Linked DNA regions of Oryctolagus cuniculus: region 2 is linked to region 1. The links are chromatin contacts, called in public Micro-C maps. All regions are on one chromosome and are shown on one strand. The core of a region is the stretch at or near the end of the contact, and the rest is flanking DNA. Distances in the headings are between cores, read along the strand shown.

Evidence for each region. Hi-C and Micro-C count contacts between places; a contact is called where the count stands out from the background.
Region 2: a contact with region 1 is called in a Micro-C map of ear pinna, with 5 times the contacts expected there. The contact joins the promoter of USP1 here to the promoter of ATG4C in region 1. A contact is called at or near these places in 3 of 6 Hi-C or Micro-C datasets (ear pinna, psoas muscle and an unstated tissue).

Annotation. Positions count from the first base shown.
Region 1 is chr7:110,013,541-110,019,555 of mOryCun1.1, forward strand. ATG4C (autophagy related 4C cysteine peptidase) reads right to left here and starts at 2,132. Exons shown (of 11, transcript XM_070078365.1): 1 at 1,819-2,132.
Region 2 is chr7:110,374,995-110,381,089 of mOryCun1.1, forward strand. USP1 (ubiquitin specific peptidase 1) reads right to left here and starts at 3,899. Exons shown (of 9, transcript XM_008265152.4): 1 at 3,399-3,899; 2 at 1-100. The coding sequence starts at 31.

The DNA.
Region 1 (6,015 bases), core at 882-3,381:
GGATACTCTTATCAATAAATTGAGTATTTTGTTAAATATTAGTAAGTATTCAATTAATGCCTAGTAAATGAATAAAATCTCAAGAAAAATATAAACAGTTTGAATAATATCTAGCTTATCCTTTTTTCCAATAAAGAATCTCATGAGTGAATTAATTCTGAAATACTATACATGTAGCTCCAAATTTTATGCATGGCTGAAACCACTACAGATTATCTAGGAATAATCCCAACTTGACAGGATACAAGTATTTTTCTATCTTACTGACAGATACAAATTTTACTGAGTAATAATCTTACTATTAGAACCTCTACAAGTGCAATAACAGACGACATGGTGCAAACTCATCAGTTACATGTTCCCCAGAAAGCATGCAGTACAAAATTTCTGTCTACAAAACACTAATGAACACACTACAACACAGTTGCCCAGAGCTATCAAAGTATCTAGAAACGCTTCATAAACAGTTACCACAGATATGTTTTATATAATTGCATCCATTTATAGAAAAAGAGCATAATTAAATGGTTTTGAAACACTTTACTAAATCATACAATTCCATATGTTGACTTTTCATCTTTAAAAAGTCTGTTTTATAGCGAATGAACTGATAATTCAAAATAATATCAGATTATTGACTAATCAGAAACTCTTCCTTGTTTTATAAAAGAGCTTTTATCATCTGAAACTCAGAAAATACACCGATTTTAAGTTTTATAGCCTTTCCAATCGCTCAGGGGCACTTTAATCTAACAACAAATCCCAAACAAGCAAGAAGGAAGAATCATTTCTTTGTGTCTATCTGCTATCATCTGACACAAAATCATTACAAAAATTCCACTGGGTATTTGCGGTTCAAGTAGAACACCAGAAAAAAAAATTCCCATATATGTCATTCAGATATTAAAAAACACCACCACCAACAACAAAAAGAGCTGTAGGATCAAGTATTCCCTAACTATAGGACAGCAGTGAACACCATGTGGGGAAAATCACAACAAAACAAAATGTAGCCAAAGAAGTACGAACCATAACCTCAACCAGCAGTAATGCAGAGCTGACCACTGGGATCCCAATTCATAGTCACCAGATCTAAGAACCTATTCTGAACCTTCGACCTCGAGAGCCCTTTCCTGTGGTGAGGCTGGGGAGGGTTGAGGGCAACTCGTGAAACAAAGTGAGCGAACGTGGATACGCGGATAGGGAGGCAACACTATATCCCCGCTACCGGGCTACAACTGGAAGTGACAACCAAGCCCTACGGGAGGAAGGGCGCTAAGAATGCGATGGTTAAGCGCTCGGGGATCCGACTGCTTCATTTTCCTTCAAAGGGATGGGAGTCGGGGGTGGAGCCCGACCCGACAGAGCCCTGGCGCTGGGTCAGAGGTCCCCGGGATGCGACAGCCTAGGGGACATCAGAGACCGTGCCTGGGACACCTAAGAAAAGCACAAGGAAAACGAGAACAGCTGCCCAAGGTAAGGCTTACGGCTTGTCACCTCTGGAGGACCGAGGACGGCGCGACGACGAGTCAGAAAACAAATGACACAAGAAGAGACACCCGAGGGTGGCGCCAGAGCCCTCCGAGAAACCAGCGGGTTGGCCACAGGGTCTCCCCAAAGTGAAGGGCCCCCCCCCCCCCCAAGAAACCCGGTCATCGGGGACCAGAGACTATCCCAACCTTCTCGTCTCCGCTAGCCTCACGTCGACCCCTCACAGAAACAGAAGGGCTGGAGAGCTATAACGACGCGCAGGAGCCACCAACCCGGGAAACGCTCAGCACCGGCTACAAAAGCAGCCCGCACGCAACACCATCGGACCTCAGCGCCGCAGCCACAGGTACCCCGAGCTCGCCGGCCTCCGTAGCAAGAGGAACGGCCCCGCCTTCAGCTCTATCAGGTCAGCCACTTCCGGGGCACCAGAGCCGTGGATTGGCGGCAGCGGCCGCGGTAGCAACGGCTCGGAGGCCTCTGCTCCACTTCCTCCATCCTCCCTTTTGTCCACCTGTTCGCCACCTCAACCCCTAATCAGCCATGCGGCAAACGCAGAAACGAGAGAAAGTAGCCATGTGTAAGCAGCGTCTCTTTGACAGACAAACTACACGTTCCGGCTGCCTGGCGAATAGTCGGACTTCAACTACCAGCATGCCGTGCGAAATAATTAGCATGCTTCTGTCGCAGGAACTACAAGATCCAGCATGCACCGTTTCTTCATCCTTCACTGTCCCGGACCGGAGCAGACCTCCTACCAAGCCCCACTTTGGTAAAATACTCGTCTCTCAGTTGCCCTGAGGTGAAGGTACACCAAGCCAAGCTGTGCCTGGGACTGCAGGTTAAATACCTGTAAGAAGACAGCAAAGGATATGTGCACTCATTTTCCACATTAAAATTATCCTCAAGGATGAAGCGCAGGGAACAATCTGAGGAGACCTTTTATGAAATGGAAAACTTTATCTTCACTTTAAAGGGTTGTTACGGAGAAATACTAACTGCAAGATGTAATTCTGTATCGTCTTGTTCGAGCAGACTACGTGTGACGTGCCCCTGAACTACATAGGAAATTATAGTAAAAGCTAGAAATTAAAAGACTGACAGCCTGTACTACCAGACTGTGAACCACATGGAAATGAAAGTCTTCCAGAAGGCGAGTTAAAAAGTTAAAAAGAAACTTGAGACTTTTTTTCCAGTTTTTTAGTGTTTTGTGATTTGAATTATTTTTATTATTCTCATATACATGACTAAAACAGTTTATTTCCTTCTGATGTGGTGAGGCAGCCAATTAAGCAATCAAGGCAAAAGTATGGCAGGATCATAAATGGAACATTTATTAGAGTGAGCGACCAAAAATTGTTTCTTGTATGATTAACTTATGATTCTATATTTTGAAATGCAGAACTCTTCTGATTTTTTTAGGGGAGATAATATGCCTCTAACAAGCCATCTGGATGCCTTTTTGTAACTTCCATAAGGACTTGGATAATGGGAATGTATATATATTATTCTTGGTATCATGCATTAGCAGGCCACAAGAAACAATGTTTGAATACTTAAGATAACTATTTGATATGAAAAAGTTAAATTGTGTATATACTACCAATTTTAATTGGTTGGGAAAAAGTGTAGGACACGTTTCATTTTTTCAGCTTCACATGGAAGTCACAGAGGGACACTATATTCTATAACGCTGAAATGGTATCAGCTACCATACAAATGGCTTTTCAACTCCAATGTGCTAAATTATGCAGCACTAGCAAGTAAATATTTAAAACCTATGATTATGGAGAACAATCTGTTGCTTTCCTTACTCGCACAGCAAACAATGTGAATTTAATGAGAGGGAACATTTCCGTTGGAATGATTCAAAGGTAATGTTGGTAAACTATATTAGGTTATTCGATATTTGTAAGTGTTTGTAGTAAATAAATGCATAATCACATTTACTAATTAGTATTAAGGAACCTTTTAAAATATGCTAAATATTTAATACATGTATTACTAAAGCAGTTTTAATGATCAGTTATATAAATAAACATGGGAGAGTTTAAAGATTATATAATTTATGAACAGACTTCATGTTTTCTAAAGAGATCCTTGCAGTGGTAGCACTCAACAGTATTCCTTGCTCTAAATGTGTCTGTGACTTCCTGATTCAGTCAATTGCCGACTACACAAGAGGTAAAATTAGACAAGCTGTCCATTTCAGTTCAGCACATATACTGAGTGCTGCCAGGAGCAAAGCGCTCTGTCTCGCTGCTTCTGAAGCACAGTTTTGACAATTAAGAAGGGTCTAAAGGCAAATGAAAAGCAGAGGGGAGAGCTTTACCGGAATGGAAAACAGTATGTGTTCACACCGACTTTCAGTAATCATTTATGGATTTGTTAATTCGACTTCTACAGTAGTTTAGTACACTTTCTCAAAGGCAGGAGCTGAGTCTGAAACACGTGTCCCTCTCAGTTCCAAGCACAGGATTTTTACGGAGTAACTAGCTCGCAAAAAATGCTTATGACAATTCAGTGATGACGGAGGCACTAAAACTCCTTTCTCCTTGACACCATCCAGTTTTTGTGCAAGCTGTTTCTAACATCTGTGCTTTTTGTAGGTAGTAATTCAGGTATAATCATTAAAACCAGAATATTTGGTTACTGAAAGTACCATATTCAATAATCTAAAAGATAAGTTTACTACTTGGTGTGTGTGTGTAACATTTATCTTAAGTGTCAAGCCTTTCTAAAATGTCATCATAGTCTAGGCATAAACTTTAAGAGTATACAAACCATTCTAGTAGTATTGACTGTGATAAAGCTCCGCATTTTTATTGATAAAGTTTTTTTTAAAAGATGTATTTATTTATTTATTCAAAAGGCAGAGTTACTGAGAGGCAGAAGCAGAGAGAGGTCTTATATCTGCTGGTTCACTCCCCAGGTGCCCACAATGGCCAGAGCTGCGCTGATCCAAAGCCAGGAGCCAGGAGCTTCTTCCGGGGTCTCCCACACAGGTACAGGGGCCCAAGGACTTGGGCCATCTTCCACTGCTTTCCCAGGATATATCAGAGAGCTGGATCAGAAGTGCAGCAGCCAAGATTCAAAGCCCATATGGGATGCTGGCACTGCAGTTGGTGTCTTTACTTGCTATGCCACAGCACTGTCCCCAGTAAAGTTTTTTTTTTTTTTTTTCCCAGTAAAGTTTTAATCCTTAACTTCTACCAAATGTACAAGAAGTCTTCAAAACGTTCATGGGGGGCTGGTACTGCGGTGTAGCAGGTAAAGACACCAACTGCAGTGCTGGCATCCCATATGGGTGCTGGTTCAAGTCCCGGCTGTTCCACTTCTGATCCAGCTCTCTGCTATGGCCTGGGAAAGCAGAAGATGGCCCAGGTCCTTTGGCCCCCCGAACCCACATGGGAGACCCTGAGGAAGCTCCTGTCTCTTGGCTTCAGATTGGCACAGCTCCAGCCGTTGTGGCCATCTGGGTAGTGAACCAGCAGGTGGAAGACCTCTATCTCTCTGCCTCTGCCTCTCTGTAGCTCTCCTTTCAAATAAATACATAAATCTTAAAAAAGAAAAGTTCATGGAAAATGCATACAAAAATTATGTATAGATTTCAACTTTCTGGCACCAAAAGGAACTTTATCTTGTGATTCCATTTTTCCACAAACATCCTCTTGTACTTGTTATCCCTGCTGAACCCAGACAAAGATGAAGGTTCTATTTGATGAGTGAATGTGTACCATGAATGACTCAGTGGAGATATTATATTGAGATAAGCTGAACTCAAACATAATGAGACAAATACCTTGTAGACTTATAGACTTTTTTTTTTAAGATTTATTTAGGGCCGGTGCCATAGTGCAGTAGGTTAATCCCCCACCTGTGGCACTGGCATCTCATATGGGCGCCAGTTCTAGTCATGGCTGCTCCACTTCCAATCCAGCTCTCTGCTATGGCCTGGGAAAGCAGTAGAGAATGGCCCAAGTGCTTGGGCCCTGCACCCGTGTGGGAGAACCATTAGAAGCTCCTGGCTCCTGGCTTTGGATCAGTGCAGCTCTGGCCATTGTGGCCATTTGGGGAGTGAACCAACGGAAGGAAGACCTCTCTGTCTCTCCCTCTCACTGTCTGTAACTCTACCTCTCTAATGAATAAATAAAAATATTTAAAGATTTATTTATTTGAAAGGCAGAGTTACAAAGAGGCAGAGGCAGAGATAGAGAGAGAGAGGTCTTCCATCCATTGGTTCACTACACAGATGGCCACAATGGCCAGAGCTGGGCCTATCCGAAGCTAGGAATCAGGAGCATCTTCCAGGTCTCCCACAAGGGAGTAGCGGCCCAAGGACTTGGGCCATCTTCTACTGCTTTCCCAGGCCATAGCAGAGAGCTGGATGGTAAGTGAGCAGCTGGGTCTCAAATCGGCACCCATATGAGATGCTGGCACTGCAGGCAGCAAATTTACTCACCACACCACAATGCCAGCCCCGACTCCCGACTTAGAGACTTCTAAAAGCTTAAAAAAAAAAAAAAA
Region 2 (6,095 bases), core at 2,649-5,148, 360 kb after region 1:
CATTACTTTCACTAGGTATGACACCAGGCATTTTCTCTTCAAATCCAAAGGAGTTGACAAGAATTAATATACGGAGGGCAGCTGTAATCACCAGTTATATCTATTAATCATAAAAGCAAAAGTTTCGTTAGTTCTCAGTTACAGGCAACAAAATCTTCAACTCTGAAAAATTTACCCAGGGAATGGTACAAATTAGAAATTCCTATTTGGAAACCTAATGCTTGACAACAGACTGTTTATTGCTAATGAGCTAGTCACATTATGCTTTAAAATCTCTTAAATAAGGGCACCTCAGAAAGTGTTTTTAGTAGACCTACAGTAAAGCAGTATCAAGGAATAAAAACAATTTTTCATTACATTCTATTCATTTTAAAAAGCTGATGAAGCACCTACCATGTCCAACACTGAATTAGCAAACAGGGATGAATAGAAAAGCAAAGTAGTTCTGGGCATTAACCAGTCCTCCCTTCCGTTCATATGAGTATATAAAATAAAGTCGCTAAATGCTCTAAATATAACTCAAATACAAAAATACAGGTCTTGTATTCAGTTATATCTAAAAACTTCAAAGATAAAATGCATGCAAAGTGGAACGGTGGTGTAAAAAACTGTTTGCTGCACTTTTGTATATCCTTTTTCTACTACTTTTTCTAACTTTTTAAAGCTATTTTTTAAAAGTGCCCTAAGTAGGAAAATAGATGATTTGCTTTCCCTTTTGCAGCCTTTCTTTTTAAAGTAAAACTTTCAGATGAAATACGGCAATATTTGTGGTAGTTGTATATTTCACTGGAAAATCTGGGGGGAAATCTGATTGGAGCACTTCCGTAAAATTACTTAGAACCTAAAAAACCGAGCTATGAGTTTCAAATGTAAACACAGAGGAGTAAGATGAGCTACGCGAAGTCCACTCAAATTCCATTTCACTCAACTGACGCTGATCTAGGAATTCACAGCCCGAACCCAGCAGTGAAACCACTTTTCCTGGAAAGTCGACCAATCTCCCCAAGCTGTCTCCGGCTCAACTTACTCTTCTGGTCACCTAATGCTGGTGATGAACGATAAACCAGCCTGCGCTCCATCGTCTGGGATTCTCCAAGTATTAGTGGTTCTCGTAAAAGGTATTTAAGAGCCAATTCTGATAAACGATAGACGCTGGATTCTAGGTGACAGAGCAGACCCAACAGGCAGCCGGAACAGCGGATCGGCTTCTTACACCAAACCAAACCAAACCTGGCCCCCTCAAAGCAAGGATCAAACACTGCACATGACCGAGAATACAACGCGTTACCGGGTGCTGCATCCTACCCGGGAGCGGCTGGGGGCGGGGAGGTTCTACTAAAACCGCTTCTGTAATTGTAAATCCACTAACGCAGAAAACAATGCCTCCGACAGTAAACATTCTCGAACAAATGACAGCACGAACACTCAGCCCTATCAGTTTCAAGTTCTTTCCTTTCTAAGATGACAGGACTCAATTCCTATTTTTCCAGAAGAAACGTAAAACAATCCCGAACATCTCCGCTGAAGTTTTAAGACACGTGGCGTTCTAAATACTGAGGAAACTATACATGAAAGAAAACGCGCGGTAAAATTTCGCAATTGCCGTCCGAAGGCAACGTCAGGGCAATCAGTACTGCTTCTCCCTATCGGGCTCCACGGGAGAGGAAACCGAGAAGGCGGCCGTGCCCTTCACACACCCCGGGGGCACGGTGGGGGCGGCTGGCGGCGCCGTGGCCCGCACCGCGCTCCGGCCCCGCGCCCGTGGAGCCGGCCTGTGTACGCCCAGCCCGCACCTGCCTCCCCGACTGCAAGAGCCGCCGCGGAGCCCCGGCCGGCAGCGCGGCGAGGGTGCAGGACCGAAACGAAACGGTCCGGGGTCTTGCCCGCAGCCCCACTACGCTGCCCGCGGAACTTGCCTCCACGCAGAGCACCAACCCCTTCTCAGGCCCTCCTCACCTGGCCATGGCCCAAACGCGGTCCGCGGCGCTGACGCCGGCGAGTCCAGCCGGGAAGAGTGTGGGTGCGGCAGGTGAGTCCCTGGCCCGAGCCCGCAGGGCCCCCGACCCAAGGAAAAGCTTGGCCGGTCGCCCTCCCCGCGGGGGAGTGACCATCCACTCACAAGGGCGGGAACCCGGGCCGCCGCTCGGTCCTGCCTGATGCCTGCGCCCACTACATGCCCGGAGCGGCGCCTGCCCGCGCCCGCCCCGGGTGCCAAAGAGCGCACCAAGCCGCGGTCCCGCTCGCCGAGCGCCTGAACCGCTAGGGTCTCCCCACTCCACCGCCGAGGGGAACTTGGCGCGTTTTCCTCAGTCTCAGGACCCCCGTGTGTTAGCCTCCGCCCGCGCCAGCACTGCGATTGAAGGTGGCGTCCTTCGAAAATGCCGGTCCTCGCCTCCACGCTGCACAGACGCGAAACACCAGGGCCGCCCCGCGACCGCCCCTGGCCCCCGGCGCGCACGGGCTCCGGAACCAGCTGGAACGGTAGCTCCCCCAAGATCCTAACGGGTTCCGCACTTTCAAACACCGCAGGCACAGTCTCGGGCAGCTCGCGCGGGTCCTCGCTGAGGGCGCGCACTGGAGGCCTGGCTGGCGGGCTCGAGCCTCACACCCTTTTTTTTTTTTTTTTTTAACCATTCGTGCGCGCGAGTTACGAGTACGGGTCGGGAGACGGGACAGAGGCAAGATGGGCCGGGCCCCCTTCCTCAAGGAGGAGCCCTTAGGTGCTCAAATCCGCCAATCCGCGACGAAGCATCCCCAAAACCTCACCCCCTTCACTGCCCAGGCAGAGCCAATCAGAAGTACCCAGACAAAAGCTAGCAAATGGGCGGGAGAAAGAAATCCAGCCAATACCAACAAAGAAGACAGAAAGGCTCGGGCCAATCCTTATGAGACTTACACCGAGTTCCTCAGGCGCGGCTCCCCGCCTCTCGCTCTCATTGGCGCTCGCGTGCGCGCTTTCGCGGCCGACTGTTAAGAGTCTAGCTGTGCGTAGTGTTGGCCCGAGGGACGCCGGCGAGGGCGCGGCTTCCGGAGCTAGGCCCTCCCCGCGAGCCCCGCCCTCCTTTCTTGCGTGAACGCTCGGGCGGGGTTACCAGGGAGACCGGCTACGGGAAATGGAGGCCGCGCCGCGTCCTGCTCCGTGCGTGGGCTTTCTGTCACGGGCAGCAGCCCCGGCCCCAGGGCCGTCTAGAGAAAACCAGCGCCGTCACGGAGGACGGCGGAGCCTCAGCAGAGTGCTTTAGGGCGAGGCTCCTTCCTCAGACGCCGATCGCCTCACGGTGTCCTCTCGAGCCCGACCCGCCGTGGGCCACACAGCGGTTCCGACCCGAGCCGCCGCTCGGAGGCTCAAAAGCAGCGAAGCAGGCGGCTCGGGTGCCCTTTTGTGTTTGTGTGCTTACCTGTGCGGCGCGACCTCGGCGCAAGTGCTGAAGTTAAGCAGGAGAGATTTAGTCCAAATCCGAATGTTTCGGTTCTGCTGTGTGCCCGGCATTTTTCAAAACGCTTAGGACTGTGGCCTGAATGAAATACGTTCCTTGCGCTAAAGGAGTTGTACATTCGAGAGGAGACAGACGTTAAACTAAAAATGGGCACACACGATGGAAGCGACAGCAGGGGCATGCCGTTTTAGGTGGCATATTCGGGAAAGCGCCCTGCAGTTGACGGCTGAGCAGAGCGAGCCCGGGAGGGACCCAAGGGGAAGAATGGTCCCGGCGGCAAGAACAGCAGATACAAAGTCCTGGACGCGTTTGGTGTTTTGCAGAGAGGTGAGGTAGCCAGGCTCCTGAGAGCGTGTGAGCCTGGGTGAGAAGACTACACGCAGGAGATGAGCGAAACCGGCTGGGCCCCCACGCAGCAGGCCGGGGTGGAAGGCGCTGGGTGGTGCTCAGCCGGCAGGGGCAGGATTTGTGAAACAGTCCCCCCCCCCCCCCCCCCCCGCCGCGGTGGACAGACCTTTGACCTTCAAGAATGCAAGCAGGAAGCTCCACTAGGGGGCTGATTTCGGTGGCCAAGGAGTAAACTGGTGACTTGTGATAAATGGAAGTGCTCAGAACGTGAGATTCAAGAGATTATACATACATATACGCACATGGATATACATATATCCATACATATAGACACATAGCCATATACATGACAGAGAAAGAGAAAGTCACTGCCCAGATCTTAACAGCAGCTGAGACTGGGTCAGGCCAAAGCTGGAAGCTCCGAACGCACCCAGATCTCTCGCTTGGCTGGAAGGGACTCAACTGCTGGAGCCATCACCTGCTGCCTCCCCAGGTGCCGCCGCAGCGGGAAACGGGAACAGGAGGCCAATGGAGAGGCAAAGACAGGCACTCTGAGATGGGGGGCAGACATCCCAGTTGGTGTCTTAACCATTAGGCCAAACGCCTCCACTATATTTGAAGTACAGCCAACCAGCTTCGTTGAGTGACCGGAAGCATGGTATGGTAAGAAAAAAGAGATCAAAGATGACAGTCCCCACCCCCCCCAAGCAACCAGATAATGTTTGGTTTTCTGTTATACTTTCCCTTACCAAGTTAATGAAAAAGATTTCCTCAGAAGATGGAAAAAAGAAATAAGTATGAGGGTACTTCAAAAAGTTCGTGGAAAATTGAAATTAAAAGATAAGTCCATTTTGTGCAGAAAAAGAAATCCATACATAATTTTTCATTATACACATTTTCCTTGACCTTTTGAAGACTTCTCATATGCATAGATTTAAGAAACTGTTTGCCCCATAGTAAACTTATCTTTTTTTAAAAAATCCATATTTGAAGGCAGAGAGAGAGCTTCCATCTGCTGGTTCACTCCCCAGGTGGTGGCAACAGCTGCAGCTAGTCCAGGCCGGAGCCAGGAGCCAGGAGCGCCACCTCAGTCTCCCACATGGGTGGCAGGGGCCGGAGCGCTTGGGCCATCTGCTGCTGCTTTACCAGGTATGTTATCAGGGAGCTGGATCCAGAGCAGAGCAGCCAGAGTGCAAAGCAGGCGCTCATGAGATGCCGGCGTTGCAGGCGGCTACTAAACCAGCTGCACCACAGTGCTTGCCCCTAAACTTTTCTTTTAATTCCGTTTTTATGTGACACAAACTTTTTGATGTGCCTACCTACATCTTTTGATTCCTTGAAGAAAGAATGTGCTAGATACCACCCAGCCCTTTGTGGTAGATACGGAGATGGCTGCCCAGATTCCCCTGCGTGGAAGGACTTGCTCCCAAGTTGCAGGGAGCACCTACCATTGTCAGCTCCAGCAGGGACTCCTTTAATTGCAGTTGGCGACCTTGCCCGGTTATGCTCTTTCCGGGGTAGCTTACACTAGACGATTAAGCAAAGCTGAGATATGAGGGCTCAGCATTATGGCCTCCGCTGGATACCTCTGATGAGCAGTAGTCACTTCAGAGTTCTTGGCCATGTTGGCCAGAGTTTAGAGTGTACTAGAATTTGACATTTTCCACTTCTTCATTCTGCTGCTTCACCCTTTTCACATTTTTGTACCCCAGGCTCTGTCTCATCACCTGCTTCCCCCCTAAATATATACCTGCAAGCATTTAAACCAGGATTAGTTATAGAAAACAGGCAATCATATGGGGTTTGAGCCCTGACTTTTGGACTGCCTGGCTGCTATCAGTAAGACACATCCAGCCCCTGGCACAAGGCAGAGGGCCAATCTGGATGGTGTACCACGGGAAAGGGCACACACTAGCAGGTGTGATGTATCAGGGTTTTGAGGCATATGGTAGAAGAGGTTCTTTCTATAAGGATAACAGAATTGAATGGCTTTTGCCAAACTCTACTCGCTATGGAGAAATAGTGGACAGCTGAGGATGAGTATAAGCATCCGAAAGACAGGTGTAAATGCCAGAGAACTTCTTCATGACACTCAAAGGAGCTCTCATCTGCAGGGGAAACGTGGAGAAAACAGTACCAACACCAGCACCTTACACTGGCTGCACTTAAAATATGGTGATGTACTCAAAATAGCAGTTCGGTTGTGCCAAAGTCAGGGCCATGGTTGAGAAAACCTAGCACCCGGGCACATGGAGGGAACTTCTAGGTGGTATACCTGGAAATTTTGATTTCCCAGCCTCCCCTGACATC